Linked DNA regions of Ovis aries: region 2 is linked to region 1. The links are chromatin contacts, called in public Hi-C maps. All regions are on one chromosome and are shown on one strand. The core of a region is the stretch at or near the end of the contact, and the rest is flanking DNA. Distances in the headings are between cores, read along the strand shown.

Region 1 (4,652 bases), core at 1,350-3,849:
CAGCCATAAAAAAGTATGAATTTGAGTCCGTTGTAGTGAGGGGGATGAAGCTAGAGCCTGTTATATGGAGTGAAGTCAGAAAGAGAAAAACAAATATCGCTTATATGTATATATGCATTAGCATATATATGGAATCTAGAAAAACAGTACTGATGAACCTATTTGCAGGGAAGGAATGGAGATGCCGATGTATAGAACAGACTTGTGGATACTGTTGGGGAGGGAGAGGGTGGGATGGACTGAGGGGCAGCACTGACATATACACACTGCCCTGTGAAAAGCAGACAGCCGGTGAGAGGCTGCTGCATGACGCAGGGAGCTCAGCCGGGCACTCCGCAATGACCTAGAGGGCCAGATGAGCGAAGGGGAGGCAGGCACAAGCAGGAAGGGATAGATGTATAATCATGACTGATTTGCACTATCATACAGCAGAAACCATCCCAACATCGTAAAGCAACTTCCTCAAAGTAAAAAAATTTTAAAAATCACACTGAAAACAACTTTTAAAAGATCATAGGGCTGTTAAATATCTCTAATTTTTTATATATTTAACATCAGCTATAAAGCAATCAAATGTCTTGAGAAAAATTTTAGGAACCCAACTACAAAACAGCAAATTACTACTTCTGGATAGTTATTAACTAGCAGAATCCTCTAGAAATCAGGGCTCACATCCACCTTCTCTAAGCCATCCTGAGGGAGGCTAGAGTGCGTGTGCATCTGTGCAAAGTGCACACTCACTGTCAGTCCAACATGCTGAAAACCCTGCAGCAAAAAGAACTAAAGACACATGTACTGATATGCGGACAGATCCAGGGTGTCCCTAAGGCCCTGTTACTCTTGATACTTACTCCAACAGCAACCCTAATCCCCTCCCACTCTCTGAGAACTATTCGTAAAGGATATTCTAGTGAAGAACTTCTAATCCATCAGTTAAGCCACTTTAAATTGGGTCAAAATAGGCAAGCTTCCCAGTTGGTGTTGTGGTAAAGAATCCGCCTGGTGATGCAGGAGATACAAGAGATGTGGGTTTGATCCCTGGGTCGGGAAGATCCCCTAGAGGAGGAAATGGCAACCCACTACAGTATTCCTGCCTGGCAAAGTCTACAGACAAGAGCCTGGCAGGCAGCAGGTCATAGGGTCACAAAACAGTTGGATATGTATTAGCACACACACAGGCGGTATCAATAATTAGAGCAGTGTACGTTCCAGCAGGAATTACAGTGAATTCACAACTACTAAAGCAGAGCAGGTTATTTCAGGGGTGGGTGCCATCCCCTTTCCAAGGACATTGTAATAGACCCTAAGAGGGAGGAGAGGGAAAAGGAGAGTAATCAGCTGAAGGATTAAAATGAAATGACATCAAAAAGTTTATCGTCTCTCCAAGGACATGCATGGAGAGACCCGGGAGTACAATAACCAGAGAGACTGAGGGGGGCGCTCGGAGGATGACTTCCCGCCGGAACAGTGGACAATGGCAACACAGGATCTCAAAGAGAAATCACCAAAGGTTTGGCTGAGACAAATTTTCTCAGGAAAGAAAGAGGCACAGATCAAGTGACCTGCACGGGCCTTCAGCTCCAGCAGAGCTAGGGCCATTTCTGCACTCCGGTGTCATGGAAAAATTTTAAATGTACCACTGACGCCATTTATTCACTTCATAAACACCTGCTGAGTCCCCGGGCACAGCCCAGGGTTGGGGTCAGCCCTGCACATCCTTGCGGCACTTTGCAGAGCTAGGGTTTGCCTTTACTTGGAATACCTACTGAACAACAGGACGCCAGCAGTGTAACTACCAACAGAGGAAAGTGTACTGGGCCTGGTGGTCAGGTGGCTATCACGAAAGACATGGCAGGTGGAGGGCAGCTGTGACAGGTGCAGGGTGGTACGTATGCGAGAAATAACTAGTTGGGTGGGCCAAGACCCAAACCAAGAAAGCTCATACCACAGGCTCCGACGGTGATGGACACTTACTCCAACATAAGAGGCAGTCAATGGACATTTTTTAAAGCAGGCAAGTGATAGATTTGCCTCTTAGCATAATGACCCCAACAGGCTGAAAATGAGGACAGGCAGGGGCAGGGAGACCAGGCAGGGGCTGATGCAGTAATCCAGGCGCAAGGGGACAGGGGCCTGAGCTTGTGGCAGATGGGATGGCTGAAGAGGTCTCACCTGAGAGAGAGCTGTGAGGTAGAATCACCAGCACTGAGGGACTTAATGGGTTGAAAACATGTGCAAGAGACCATGGGGGAAAAAAAAAGAGAGCCCATGGAAGACACTCGGTGTGTGGGCTGGGGTAGCAGGTGGCAGGCACACTGGTCCGCTGGGTCTGCAGGCACCGAGGTGCCGGTGGTGCTGGCGCTGGGCCAGGACAGTTTCCAGACTGCCCAGCAGCCCTGAGAGTCAGGGGGCTGGCATGGAGATCCTAGATTATCCAGGAAGGGGACACAGAACAGAAGAGGTCAAGGCAGAAGCCTGACAAACACCTGCTGAAGCTGCTCACAGAGGAGGACTCATACAGGAGGAAAGTGTACACAGGAGGAGGCAGACAGGAGGCAGCGTGTCCCTGAAGGAAGGGCGACCGGCTGTGTGAAGGCTGCATGAACACAGCTCCGAGGAATGACCACTTCCGCATACTGGTGGAGATGGAGCAGCGTCACAGGGCATGGAAGCGGGTGTGCTCAAGTTGCTAGCCTCGTAAATCGCTGTCACAGTAAAAAGGCAGTTTCCAATTTGTTTTCCAAACTTTGTAAGGCATTTTACTAATTTAAGAACTTACTTATTCTGCACGGGGGCTGCAAAGTTTCCTATTTTGTAACAGAATGTGTTCGAAAAGCTTACGAGCATTGTGTGATAAGCAACCGCCCACTCTAAGACCACCTTCCTGCAGCAACACTTATGGGGAACACCTGGGGAGCAGGCCGCCAAGTCGGCCGGCTCACTCCCCTTCCTCACCATCTTCTGGGGAGACAAAGGCAGTCAAGCCTGGACTCCCACTTTCAAGCAGGCTCCTTCAGGCACCAAGGTCCCAAGTGGAAATTACAACCTCTCTGAAAGTAAAATGTAAAAGTAAAAATGAGCTGGCAGAGTTTGGAAAGATAGACTGGTGAAAAGGTTACGATGACACACTCAAGATTTCACATCAGGACAAAGGCCGACATGATACTGAACTAGGCTGGAGGGTAAAACAATTGCTTGAGCAAGCCAAAGGGAATGCTGCCTTGCCAATATCAATGCTTTTCTAAAGGTCAAAACTAGCATTTTGAACATACAGATAATTTTTGTCATTAAAGAGGTCCCAATTTAACTCTATGAATGAATTTTTATTCATTGAGCCACATGTGGAATTCAACAGCAGATATGTGTTACACACTATATAATTCATTTAGAATGGGCTAACTTTGCAGTCTTATTTTTGGATAATTTACAGAAGAAAACAGAAATAAAGATTCTTTTAAACCTCAGATCTATGAGAAAAGAATCTGTAGAACTACCGTTTTTCTTTTCATGTAAAAAGAAATGGAGAAAGCACAGATTAAATAAACTTAAAGGGAATCTGAAAGCATCATTTACTTCTGCTGTGCCACCAAATCTCATTACATAGGTTTTTCGGTAGGAAAACTCACAAGAGATGAAAAATAATGTGGCAGAAACAGCTAAGGGGTGACACACATTAGCTGGAGAGTTGAGTTTGGTGTCAGTATCCCTTCCTCTCTCTCAGGTCCCATCAATATTTTAACATAATTATGAAATAACTTGATTGTATGAACTCTTTTCTACTAACTTACAATGATCACTGGAAATTACAGTCATTTGGGACATGAAGTTACAGTTCTAACAGTGGGTAAACTGGTATCATAGTTTGTTTCCTGACTTAAATAACTCAGAGTATTAATGTGAGTTCCTCTTGCCCATGACTACAAAGAGCAATATTAAATACCACTGCCGTCCCTAAATGTGGGTTTGAATATAAAAAGCAGAAAAAATAAAGCTTAGACACTAATCAGCTTTCTGGTTTTATTGGTCAGAGGGAAGCTAGAAATACTCCAGAGGCAGCTCCCTTGACCCCAGAGGAAAGCGGAAGTTAAGAAAAAGAACTGCAGCTAGACCTCCTCAGCACCCTGGAGTTGACCCACACTGAGCAGGTCACAGGCAAGGTCCCTTCACTTGAAGCAAAGGGTAAATAAGTAAGATAGACCAAGGAGTTGAAGAAAACATTTTAAATGAGATTAAGACTTGGACCTAGGAAACTGCAACCTGCTTCAGGCCATGTCATTCTCATTCCATAAATCTGAACAAACATGTATTGTTTTTAAACTTGTCATATTATGTCAAAAACCCCATGTCCTCACAGAAACTAAAAATTTAACCGGCACAATACTGCCAAATATCAGACAAATTAAATAAACAGCCAACCACACACCTCTCTTTCCTAGCTTTAAACTCTCAATACTAGAATACTTAGACCAAGTCATATGTATTTTCTATCAAGTATTTTTTTCAAGTAATTGAAGGATCTTAGTTTACCAACTAACTAGGTTTGGCAGAAATAATCAACCATTTACTAACACCAAGACAACTTTTTATTTATGAGGAAATACTGCAATGAAGAAATTAAGAAGGACATGGCAACCTACTCCAGTATTCTTGCC
Region 2 (5,064 bases), core at 1,973-4,472, 53 kb after region 1:
AGTGAACCATACAGTGTAAACCTATCATTTTGGATGTGCAGTTATTTGGGGAAAAAATAAGATAATTATTCAATATTTTTCAATTAAATAAATGTTATGCCCAGAGCCCAGTTTACTTGTTAACAGATTTTATAAATACGGATGGCAATTTTTACCAGGGTGGAGAGCAAAAACTGTCAGAATAAAATATGTGCAAGCCACATTTTAGTGAGGAAACACTCACAAATCTACTGAATTGCAAATAAGCATATTTATATTTAATCCTTTCTAATATGGTTTACTGACCTTAATGCAGCTTTAAAACACTACATCCTCAACACATAAGAAATCTCCTTTCCTTTCTTTCTCATTTTCTTCTCCAGTTTTTTTTTTTTTCAGAACTCCAAATTCCAGATTTCAAATTTCTTTCTTATAAGTAAACAAAACAAAGGCACATATTTAAGGAAATAAGGCCCTTTGAGCTTTCTTTCCTAGAAGTTCAGCTCAATAAAAGAAGCAGAAATCATGCAGTGGGGAAAATAAGTGCTATCTTGCTCCATCATACCACAGAAAGAACGTAACTCATAGCCACAGAGAAAGGATGGATAAGATAAAAGAAAGAAGTTTGACTTAAGCAAATGTCCTCTTTCCCTTGGCCTTCAGTGCTCCACTCACTGCTTTTTTCAGGCAGAAATCCTAGTACCTAGTGGGGTATCTTTAAAATCTGTAAGATACACAGGGAGCAGAGCAGTGCGCTGATATCTTAACACAGGCAAGAGAAGCACAAGTTCCGACTAGCTAGGGAGCGGATGTCGGGACGTGGAGGCAGTGGGTGCTGCGATGTGGAAACACGGTGGAATGATGTTCCCTCCCTCAGATCCAAACAGCAAGGTGTGTCAAAGGTCCAGCAATTTGGATGGAAGACACAGTAAAAGATGAGCAAGAAGCACAGTAGTATGGAAAATTTAACGCGTTTCCCTTATAATCCCTGTTGATAAATTCACACTTTCCCCTACTCCTTAAACTCCTACTTATTTAAGAATCAAAACCTTTTATATGAGCACTCAACTAAACTGAGTAGACTATAAGCAGGTATCCCCTGCTCCCACCCACCACAAACGTGCTGTGCACTGAAGAGTGTTTCCATTACAATTTCTCCTAGAAATATAAGTGATATAGACCATTAGCACCCATTCAACCTATGAGACCCGTGTGCTTTGTTAATGAGCTCTCTACTTGGAATGTAAGTATCACAAAATTCTGGTAAAACGTTTTCAAGTGGCTAAGCCATGTGATCATGCACGCTTATTACACAGTCATTTGTTTAACTTTTTCCTAATTAAGTACAGAATCTTTCTCCACTTAGCTTTTCTCACAGTTGAAAATTTTGATGATATCAGGACACATACTTTGTTAAGTATCCTCAACTACAATCTGGGAGTTTGGATACTGACAGGCACAGTGACTGGATGGGAAATCCTGCTCCCACGACAGCACTCTGACCCCATTACTCCGTCCTGTCACCCTCACTGCAGGCATAAAGCTTTCTGATAAAAGTAGAGAAATGCAGGCGAATAAACAGACAAAAAATATAATATCAGCAATTCAATTTCCATAAGAATGAATGTTTAAATAGTTGTATTTAGTTCAGCTTTCACCACATATACAGGTATTTAACTTGAGAACATATGAGTCTTGCCAGTAGTGTTTTTACAAAGTCCCTGCCACTGTCCATCTGCATGTCTTGCCTCTGTTTCACTCATTCATTCATTCCCTCACTCAGGTAGACCCTGGACCTCAAGAAACTTCAGTCTAGCTGGGGAGAAAGGCAGTGTTTGCTGGGAGCTACGACAAAGGGCACAACGGAAGCAAAAGGAGTGCTATGGCGATATAATGCCCAACCCTAACTCTCTGCTAACACTACAAAGTGCCTCTTGAGGAAGGGAGGAAATGCTATATTCCTTCCAGCACTTAACATTCTAAGGCTTTCTGAGAAATTCATGCATATTCCATCTGCATTAACAATATTTTATACTGTTCAAAGGTCCTTGGAAGGGTGGTAAATTAGTATGCTTGCTACATGAAGATTTGATGGAAGAAGTTTCTTCTGCTCAAGCTTTCTAGAAGCCCAAAGTAACCCATGCAGAAAAATGAGCTAAACAAATACTTATGTTACAGCTTTTGATAACATGTTTGCTTTTAAATAAGTCTGTAAAGGCATATGTTTATGATTTATTTGCTTCATGGGATTATTTTTTATGATATAAAGTATGATCCCAGACCTAAATGCTCCATCATCACACGTCTGACCCGTGATGTGACTGGTATCCATTAACTGGCCGACTGTTGGTACCCAGTGAGCCGATGAGGACAAGGCATCCTGCTCGAGTCCAGACAGGCATTAATGAGTAAGACGGTGATCAGTCACAGAAAGAGAACCATTATGCGACACCGTGACCAGTCACAGAAAGAGGGTCATCACCGGACACTGGCCCCCAAACCGCATATTCCAGCAGACAGTAAGTAACCCAAGCGTTCTTTAAACTTTATCAGTAGCAACACCAACTCCATATCCTTGGTTAAATATTACAATGAACAGGAAAAAAGTAATCTTCTGAGGATCTAGTAAGCCACTTACAAGTCAAAATATGTTTGCTCACTCACACATTGACAAATTAAATACTTTCCAAAAAAAACTGTTTAAATGTAATTTTCAGGCAAAATAGCTCTAGTTATTAAGATTTCTGTGTACTTAGTGCATTTTTAATATAACAGAGTCAATGAATTTCTGCAACTGGAAAACAAAGATGGTAACTGAGAAATTAAACCAAGGAACTAAGAAAGAACCATTCATTCCAATGAGTGAAAGGATGAATAATATCCTTAAAGATGGGTACTTGATAGCATTCTTCTTCCTTCTAATCCACCTTTTCCAGCTTCAATTTGCATATGTGACTGAAAAGAGCACTTCTTGAATCCTGTGTGTTCCCTTCAGTGGTGTAAAGCAACAGTTCCCATGACAGAGCAGAGTTCATACCGGGCCTGCTAGATACTCGTCTGGAATGGTTAGGAGAGCAGCACTATTTCACTAAGTCAGATGCAGAGTCAACAAACAGACAAGAATGTGACATTAGCACAACAATCTTCGAAAACAACTGATCCTCCAAACCCACCTAACATGCCAAGACAGAGGAATGTTCCTCACTCAGTTTAGTATCTACACTGGAGCTTATCTGAATGAACTTGACCCTGGTTGGCAGCAAGCCAGCAGTCTTCGTCACTGAATGACTTAACAGAACACTGTGTTCTTGGCACAAGCACAAAAAAAGGTGTTGAAATCCACGCTAAAAAGAAATCTCAGCTTACATTTTAAATCAGTTTTTAAATATGATAATAAAAGATAGTTAAATGTGATGAAGGCTTTTCAGTGTTCTGTCCATTTTTAATTCAGGTCATTTTTTTAGCCCTACTCCATTTGGCTCACTTTCAGTACTTCCTGGAACAATCCCTGGGACTTCCCCAGGCACTGTGAATCCTGCTCCGGCCCTTTCTATGCTGCCTCCTCTAATGATATACCTGGAAAATTCCAATGCACCCAACGCTGGCATGGGAGGGAGGGCCAGCAAGTAAAGCCAGAAACAACGTATTGACTCACTTCCGCAGAAAGCCCTGGAGAAAAATGTGGGCCACAGTGCAGTCCTCTCATGCGATCCAGTCAGAATAAGTAAGAGATAGGAAAGTTATGTCATTCCCACACAGGTTACGTTAACTCATCCACAAAGGTAAGATGCAAATGAGAAGAACACATAATCTGCAGGGAGTCTACATACTTTCAGAAAAAAAACACTTCTCTTTTCCTTTAGTTTTTGTCATCTGCTTTTCCTCCTACTCCGAAAGCGCCATCCTTCGTGTAACGTTACGAGAGTTCATCCTCATGAACTGCAGCAGTTCACAACCAGCTCCTAATCCAGGGAAACCACAGGAGTCCTACAGGACTCACAGAGACAAGACTCAAACCACAAACACTCGGCAGTCTACACTGGTAGAAGGCCGCGATGAAAGCACAGATGTTTGTTCACCCTTTAGTTTCCAGCCTTAATTTTTACTAAGTACTTTCACAGGTCTCTCGTCTTACAACAGCACAAATTATGTCTTAAGATCAAAGCCTATCATGTCTTCAACTCTGACAGACAGAATTACGTAGTCAAATGATTTTCCTCAACATAGTAAAATGTTAAAAAATCTTGAACATTTATTCTTATATACTTTAAACCTTACTCTTTCAAAACTATGACATAATTATTTGTTCATAATTATTTCAAATTATGTTTAAAGTAAGTTGTAAATAATACTAGCATAGGAAGTCAAAGGAAAAAAAAACTGGAAATACATATGGTTTACCTTCTGATAAAAGCTTCTTTTTTCAATCAAATATGATTTACTCAGATGAATGTTAAAACTAATCTAAATATCTTGATAACAATTGATAACTAAGGATACATGGACCAATATTGCACCTAGAAGTAGGCCTAGGCTTAAAACTTTGTTATAATTAAAAAGTCAATTCTACTGTGGACTGAAGGTTGTAACTGTTAACACCTGAACGCTGTAGTTCTGTTCTCTACCCAGCCCAGGCCCCTCAGAGGCAGTCATAAGAACACAAAGTTCACAGATCTAGTTAAAGAAATGTTTTACTCATACTCCTCAGGGTGCATTCACCCATGAAGATACACTATAAATAATACCTTTGTTTAAAGTAAAACAATGCAAGCTCAACTGATATTACTCACTCTACCCTTAACTCATGAAAACATTCCCTGTTCTCAGGTACGCTATCAATTAGTATAAAAGAACAGCAAGGCTGACATCCCACCGACAACTTGGATTCTGTTCACTGATGTAAACCTCTAGGCTATGGGGCAGTCCTCAGCTTATGGTTTTTGTAAAGCAACTGTCTGAATAAATAATTGATTTTACAAAATTCTCATGGGCTCATGAGAGCTATAGTGATTTATCAATGAAGTTTTCAAATATGGAGTAGAAAAACAGATACTCAGTGTCTATCTACTGTGCAATCATGCACAT

What was found. Hi-C and Micro-C count contacts between places; a contact is called where the count stands out from the background.
Region 2: a Hi-C map of tail adipose tissue shows a contact between it and region 1, with 2.2 times the contacts expected there. The contact joins two enhancer-like sites. A contact is called at or near these places in 4 of 16 Hi-C or Micro-C datasets (blood, mesenteric adipose tissue, mixed tissues and 1 more).

The regions. Positions count from the first base shown.
Region 1 is chr9:32,301,427-32,306,078 of ARS-UI_Ramb_v3.0, forward strand. The region is part of intron 7 of SPIDR (scaffold protein involved in DNA repair); the gene reads right to left. Among named protein-coding and RNA genes, the nearest start is that of SPIDR, 120 kb to the right of the region's middle. Within about 2 kb of position 2,600, at least 11 of the 54 cell types and tissues checked have an H3K27ac peak or open chromatin away from gene starts, as enhancers often do. A contact at or near this core is called in tail adipose tissue, where this site is marked.
Region 2 is chr9:32,354,074-32,359,137 of ARS-UI_Ramb_v3.0, forward strand. The region is part of intron 5 of SPIDR (scaffold protein involved in DNA repair); the gene reads right to left. Among named protein-coding and RNA genes, the nearest start is that of SPIDR, 71 kb to the right of the region's middle. Within about 2 kb of position 3,223, at least 34 of the 54 cell types and tissues checked have an H3K27ac peak or open chromatin away from gene starts, as enhancers often do. A contact at or near this core is called in tail adipose tissue, where this site is marked.